Regions from separate parts of the Danio rerio genome. Here region 2 is linked to region 1. Evidence: chromatin contacts called from public HiChIP or PLAC-seq data. All regions are on one chromosome and are shown on one strand. Each heading gives the region's core, a stretch centred on a gene start, on an enhancer-like site or on the middle of the called end of the contact. The rest is flanking DNA. Distances are from core to core; before and after follow the strand shown.

Region 1 (3,334 bases), core at 621-3,120:
CTGGGACACCTAAGCTTCTGTGTGTTTCTTTCTGTTTTAACTAAACTCAGTTAACAGGACTTTTATTATAAATTAAACATGGACTTCATATGAGTGAAATCACATGACTTCATTAAGGGGGTTCCACAAAGTGGGGCCAGGCACTTGTCAATCAAGGTCTCATGAAAATTAGATGACATGGTCAATGACATGCTGTAGGATTCTGACTGGATTCATGTTAAGGACACAAACCTGTCACACGTTAGACGATGTTCCGAATTGTTGTCAAATTTTGTTTGGGATCTAGTTATGGAACCCAATCAATGCCAAAAGCATTAAAATAAAAAGCTTATCGAAAAGCACAAACTCAAAAAAATAATACATTGAATTAACAAATGCTTGCATTTTAATGACTTGCATTGGCAGGGTTTGTGATTTTAGGTCCTAAAATTTAACACAGCTAAATATATTTGAGCTAAAGATATTTCAAACACATTTTCATGCTTAAAAATGTAAGAATTCTTGTTCAATTTCCAGATTTCATGTATAATATTCAAAAGAAAATTTTCATTTCACTTTATTTCTGTAAAAAAATTTGCTTCCATGAATTCAGTGGATCAAATTCGGCTGTTAAAATTTGACATTTACAATAATAAATGCTACTGTTGTGCTGTTATTAGCTTTTTTCCTCACTTATTTACTGGTTTAAACATCTCAAATTGGCCCACCTGCTAGTGAAAAAGCAGCTGGAGATTGTCAATCTGCAATCTATTGCTTTTCCTGCAGTTCATGGATGTAATGTCAAATTTTAGGAGCCGAAATTTATCCTCTGAATTTATGGAAGCAAATTTTTTAACTGAAATAACATAAACTGAAAATTACCTTTTGAACATTATGCTTCGTATTTTTCACCCCTACTGAATATTTTGTAAGTGAAATCTGGAAATTGAACAAGAATTATTGAATTTTTAAGTATGAAAACGTGTTTGAAATATTTTTAGTTGAAATATTCACAGCTTAAATAAACAGCTGTGTTAAATTTCAGAACCTAAAATTACAAACCCTAGCAGCTCATTAAAATGCAAGCAGTTGTTAATTCAATGTATTATTATTATTTTTTTAGTTTGTGCTACTCAATAATCTTTTTATTTCAATACTTTGGACATTAATTTAGTTCCATACCTAGTCAAGTAACAAAATGTGTATTAAAGTGTTGCTGTTTTTTTATTTCGAACATTTTTTGTTGTCCCACATCATCAGATAGGATTGATAATGTGTGACTGTCTTCGAATGGGAGAAATAGGCATTTAGAAACTTTATAAGTTTAACGACAAGGGCTAATATATGCCATAATGAGAAATGGATGTTAATGTGGACAACTGGAGGTAATAAATATAGCATAAATTGATAACAGCTAGAAGCTAAACCAGCTAGCTAAAGAGATGCTACAGAGATGTACAATGTTCTGTACACAAACTCACACACTTCTCGGTATATTTATGTCATGTTTATGTCTATATTATGTGGTAAGTACGAAAACATTTTAGGGATTTCAGAGAAGTCTAATACGTTGTACTATTTACCTTAGTCAGGCATTGAAATAGAGAGCTGAAGTCAAAATTGCAAAAAGTGAAGTGTCCCAGATTACCTGAATTCACCCTACATTTTTCACTTTTGGGTGAACTATCCCTTTAAAACCCAGTTATACTTCTTCAGGTATTATATCTTAAACATCGTTTGTTCACCATGGACGTCACCCCTATTCACTTACAGCGGTCATTTACACAGTCAACAAAGCTTCCTCAAAGGTTTCGTCATCCATAAAACGTCATAACTCGCATGCGGTTAAACGTCACCTTAAATAGCCTGCGCCCCGCCCTTCAGATTTTAGTCTCGCACAGCAGCTCAGTGTTTTTTATTTGGCCCTCCTCTTCAGTCTTTCATGACTCGATTCGCCTCCAAACACACCCGGCAAAAGTACGTCTAGACATTTTCAACTCGGACATGTGAAGCGAAAAGTGTCGGGAAAAGTTTATAATCTGGGCTGTGTGGATGAAAACTAAAAGCATACGGTTAAAAGCAGCAGTGAACGAGGCGGAGGACAAACAAAAAAAAGTGGAAGAGTTTTAACGTCATCTCTAACGCCAAACTTCCCTTGGCGTTTTTCATCTGTCACGGGGATTTAAGACAACGATGCAGACGGAAAGGGTTATGGATTATGAAGAACGCACAAAATTGTACAGATTGCCCTGAATAACCGCGAGTTTACACGCACTTTCATGCACCTTTGCTAAACCCATCTCATCTCATCTCGCGCTCACACCCTTGTGCTTCGCACTACTCCTGAAAGTAAGTACCGTTATACGCAGCCGTGCTCGTTCCTGCACCTCAGTGTGTTGTTGTACTGTCACTTCCTTATAGCGTGTTATCATATACTCGTATTTCTTGAATTTTTGAAGTGTTGATTTGTTTTGTATCGAACGGGCGCTTCTGGAAGTCAGCTGTTTGATGTGTACGGCCTACACTGGGATCAGCCGACTGGAAGTAACGTTACATACTAACATTTCGTAGCGCGCGTGATGTGAAGTATGCACTGTTGTGATTATGACACGGCTACGAACAAATATCCACAATAACTTGTTATTGATGTTAGGTATACGCCAAGACCCATCGAGAATTAAGAAAAAAGTGTCAATGTTTTCACTCCAGTGGTTTTTAGGGGCGGGTTCCGTGTTTGAAAGCGGCTCGCGGATGTTTTAGTCGAGTGAAAATTTGGGGATTCGTTTTTGTAGTTGATCGTGTGCAGACAACCAGTCTAGCAAAGCTTATTATTTACAGTTCCAGCTGTTTTGACGCTAAAAGACGACGGTTCTCAAAGTAATTTAATGTAAACTGTTGTTTTAAAAGACTAACTTTTCTTGTATGTACTTTTGTATATACACAACGTTGAAACGGGTGGATATTTAATTTACTCAGTGTATCGCTGTAAACACAATTTACCAACTTGTGATTGTCGTCTCGTGTTATGCTCGAGGGCTTTTGAAGGGAGTCTTATGTGACGTCATGAAGTATATAGTGTATAACGTGCTAAAAACTTGTGGATCTCAGACCGTCTATTTTCTCGGTTAGCCAGGATCGTTTTTAACAGCAATAGAACATTGTTATAATGTTAGCCAAATGTCCGCCTAACCTCTGTAATGTTGTATCATTTGCCCTGCTGCAGGGCAGTATAAATGTGTATGTATTTACAATTAACCAAGGCCAGCCCTGTACATTTGGGGGCCCTAAGCAGAATAATTTTGGGGTCCTACCTTGCTCAAAATAGTGAAGTTTTTCCATTGCAAACCGGCCCACA
Region 2 (3,402 bases), core at 94-2,593, 68 kb before region 1:
TAATTCCAGTCGCAACCCAGTACTGGGAAACACCCATGCACACTCAGTCACAGATACACTGGCTAATTTAGTTTATTCAATTCACCTATAGCCCATGTCTTTTGACTGTGAAGGAAACCGGAGCACCCAGAGCAAACCCACGCAAACATGGGGAGAACATGCAAACTCTACACAGAAATGCCAACCGGTCCAGCCAGGACTTAAACCAGCTCCCTTGTTGCTGTGAGGCAACAGTGCTAACCACTGAGCCATGGTGTCACCAACAGTAATACAATTGCGAGCTTTATTTTATAAATAAAAAAGATATACTAATTTTATGATTTATATTTCTTCTGGCCTATGGTTTTTCAGGAAAAAAATGTTTTGTTGATATTAATATAATTGATTAATAATTAATGAATTGTTTGTGGTAGAGTGTTTGATATCAATTTATTTATTTTATGCAAATGGACAAATTACTTTTTTTTTGTTGTAATTTTTTTTTTTATTATTTATGACTATTTTTTCTCCAATAAAACATGCCATCGAATATCACTATCTAAGGTTATAATACTTAAATGGGGTATATGCACACAGACTTTTAATTTCAGTTAGCCAGCCCCTGTACTTCCGGTTAATCGTCATCCCATATAAAATCAGATTTCTATAAAGAAAAAACCTTTATCTTCACTGCCTGGCTGAGATACGGTATAAAGTGGTTATCAAACCAAACAAGAAGACCTGCAATAAATAAAAATTTTCCACGCTATGTCTTTCAAATATGGAAATTAATTTTACCCCAGTTCTTTCAATGGAATTTCTGCGATAGCCTGCTGCAAACGACGGTGCCTGCATTTAAATGGTCTTTCCTCTCTTTTTACGAGTAAAAAACCAAGTGGATGCTTGCGTCTATTTAACTGATTGTATTTGAACTACATTACAACATCAAAGGAACCGTATGAAATTGAAAATAGTCACACAAAGCTCTAACCGGAAGTTCATCGTAGGCTGAAAAACACTAGCTGTGCATCCCATTATCCAGCAGTATATAGTAAAACAATGTATAATAAGCTTAATTAGTTTTGCCTTAATGCGATATTAAAATAAATGCATTATGAAGCGTAAGTCTCAAGATATAAAGACTTCATGAAGAGCAATAAAGATGGCATAGTATGACTGTGAAATGAAAAGGACAGCTGTTCCTGTTTGACAGCCTCCCCCTCCAAAAGAAGTAGCGACTTTAGTGAGAGGAAAATATCGACGCTCCCTTAATCCGAGTAAGCATCACGGTTTCCACACCCCGAGGGAGGACAGGAGATGGACAGGAGGGGGACACCGGCTTTCGACGTCAAAAGCTACGGGTTATACGGAGTGTCAACACCGTGAATACAGCCGACAGAATTACACAGCATCTTCTTTCCTTTGCCTCTGCATCAAAACGTGAGTGAAATGCATTTGACTCGCATCTGTGCTCGTATTGATCCATGCATGCATTCTAGTCAACAGGAGATATTTGAGAGGGCACGGGGAGACAAAAAAACCCAAGGCGATTCAAGGGTGACAGATGCACGGATTTAGTTGAACGCACAGCGGTTCGCGTCCAAACCGTTCGCTCTCCATCGGCTCCATTTACTTGTGCACGTAGAATAAAAAGCACACCATATTCTACAACCAGGCTGAAAGACAGCAAATAAACAAACATCCCCATGGGATTAACTAAAGAGAGAGATAGACTGAGAGATGGAGAGAGAGAGGGAAGGAAACGAGAGCAAATGTCGCCCTTGCACACATAGCTCGGAGGATCTGATTAAACTTCTTTTCGATTTAAAGGCGTGAAGTTGCATGTGCACTCGCATGTTTTTGTTCTCTCGCATGTATGTGCGTATGTGCAGTTAGTGTCGTGACAAAGAGCCACATACGCCTGAGCCTCCAGTGTGGATTAAACAAAGAAGCAATGGGGGATATACGTCAATATTTATATGCATTGCATTTCATTGCGTTCACTTATAATGTGTTCTGTTGCCAGAGCTCGCAACACAAGTTTCTTTGTTCTAATATTGCAATTGAATAACCTCCTACATAGTGTTTTTGTCCTATGTTATATCTTAAAATAGAAATATTTATAGAATTTAAAACGTGTCATTAATAGGCTATTTATAGATCTATACAATTATATAGACATGCTATTTGACGATATACGCTACAGATCTGCTGTGAAGTTTGACATTTCAAAGCACCACTGTAATCATTATTGTTCTTCCTCATATCATGCCATTAATTCAGCTTTACCCAATCAGAGCTTCCATTCACGATGTGTTTTTAGCTTATTAATTTAGTTTAAGGTGTTTATTAAATTGTATTCGTGTAAAGAAACGTAAGGTCTCCCATTGTGTGAGAATGTTTGCCATTCAGACACAGGAGATTGTAATTCTGGCGAACCGAACGGCGATTGGTGGTCCTCCTTGCATAAATTTGCATATTAAATTGTGATCTGGTCTTGCGTTCTTGAAGTATAGCAACGCCGAACGTTGTGTTTTGATTTAGAAAAGGGTGTTGAGGATGTTAAAGGGAAGAAAATGTTAGATTAATGAATGAATACAGTGCATATTTGATGTTCTAACAAGCAGAAAGAGCAACAGTAGCCTATAGCTGTATAACTTGATCGTTATCATGTGTAAATTGACAAAACAAACAATGCCCTGTTCACTTTTTTAGCTACATTTCACATACAAACAAAAATGTTTGTTTATATGGTCTACAAAGAATTGTGTTTCGGTGATAGCATGACAAAGCTGTATTGACATCACTGTGTTAAACAATTAATTTAGGAACTCTTTTCATGCTTTAATTTGTATATTAAATTGTGATTAGCCTTTCATTCTTAAGAGGATAGTTCACCCAAAAATATTTTTCTTTGGTTCCTAAGGCTATATTAAGTAGCTGTTGCTTTAAAGTGGAGCAGAAAATCCATTTTATTTTAATATTCTGTGGAAAAAGAAGCCCAAAAAGTTCATATTGGATTGTTTTAATAAACAAAAATGGCTTGTTTGAGAACTAAAACCTCACTTTATGTCATATGATCTACGAAGAATCGAATTATGTGTGTGACATTTGAGTGATAGCATGAGCTGTATTGACGTCTTTATTATCCTCAACAATGTTAAACAATTATTTCAGCTATTCTTTTCTCACTTTAATTGGTCACACTTTACAATAAGGTTCATTAGTTAATGTTAATTAATGCATTTCCTAACATGAGCAAACAATGAACAATGGATTAACCACTGTATTTGTTCATATTAGTTAACGTTAGTTAATGAAAATACAGGAGTTCATTGTAAGTTCATGTTAACATGGTGCATTAACTAATGTTAACAAGATGGACTTGGATGTTAATTATGCATTAGTAAATGGTCAATTATG

Evidence for each region. HiChIP or PLAC-seq counts read pairs in DNA pulled down with a chosen protein or histone mark.
Region 2: an H3K4me3 HiChIP or PLAC-seq map of gastrula embryo shows a contact between it and region 1, with 2.2 times the contacts expected there. The contact joins the promoter of celf3a here to the promoter of cers2a in region 1. A contact is called at or near these places in 2 of 4 datasets of contacts at active chromatin or transcription factors (embryo and gastrula embryo).

What each region holds. Positions count from the first base shown.
Region 1 is chr19:9,871,239-9,874,572 of GRCz12tu, reverse strand. cers2a (ceramide synthase 2a) reads left to right here and starts at 1,870. Exons shown (of 11, transcript NM_153671.2): 1 at 1,870-2,328.
Region 2 is chr19:9,938,741-9,942,142 of GRCz12tu, reverse strand. celf3a (cugbp, Elav-like family member 3a) reads left to right here and starts at 1,343. Exons shown (of 14, transcript NM_131494.2): 1 at 1,343-1,419.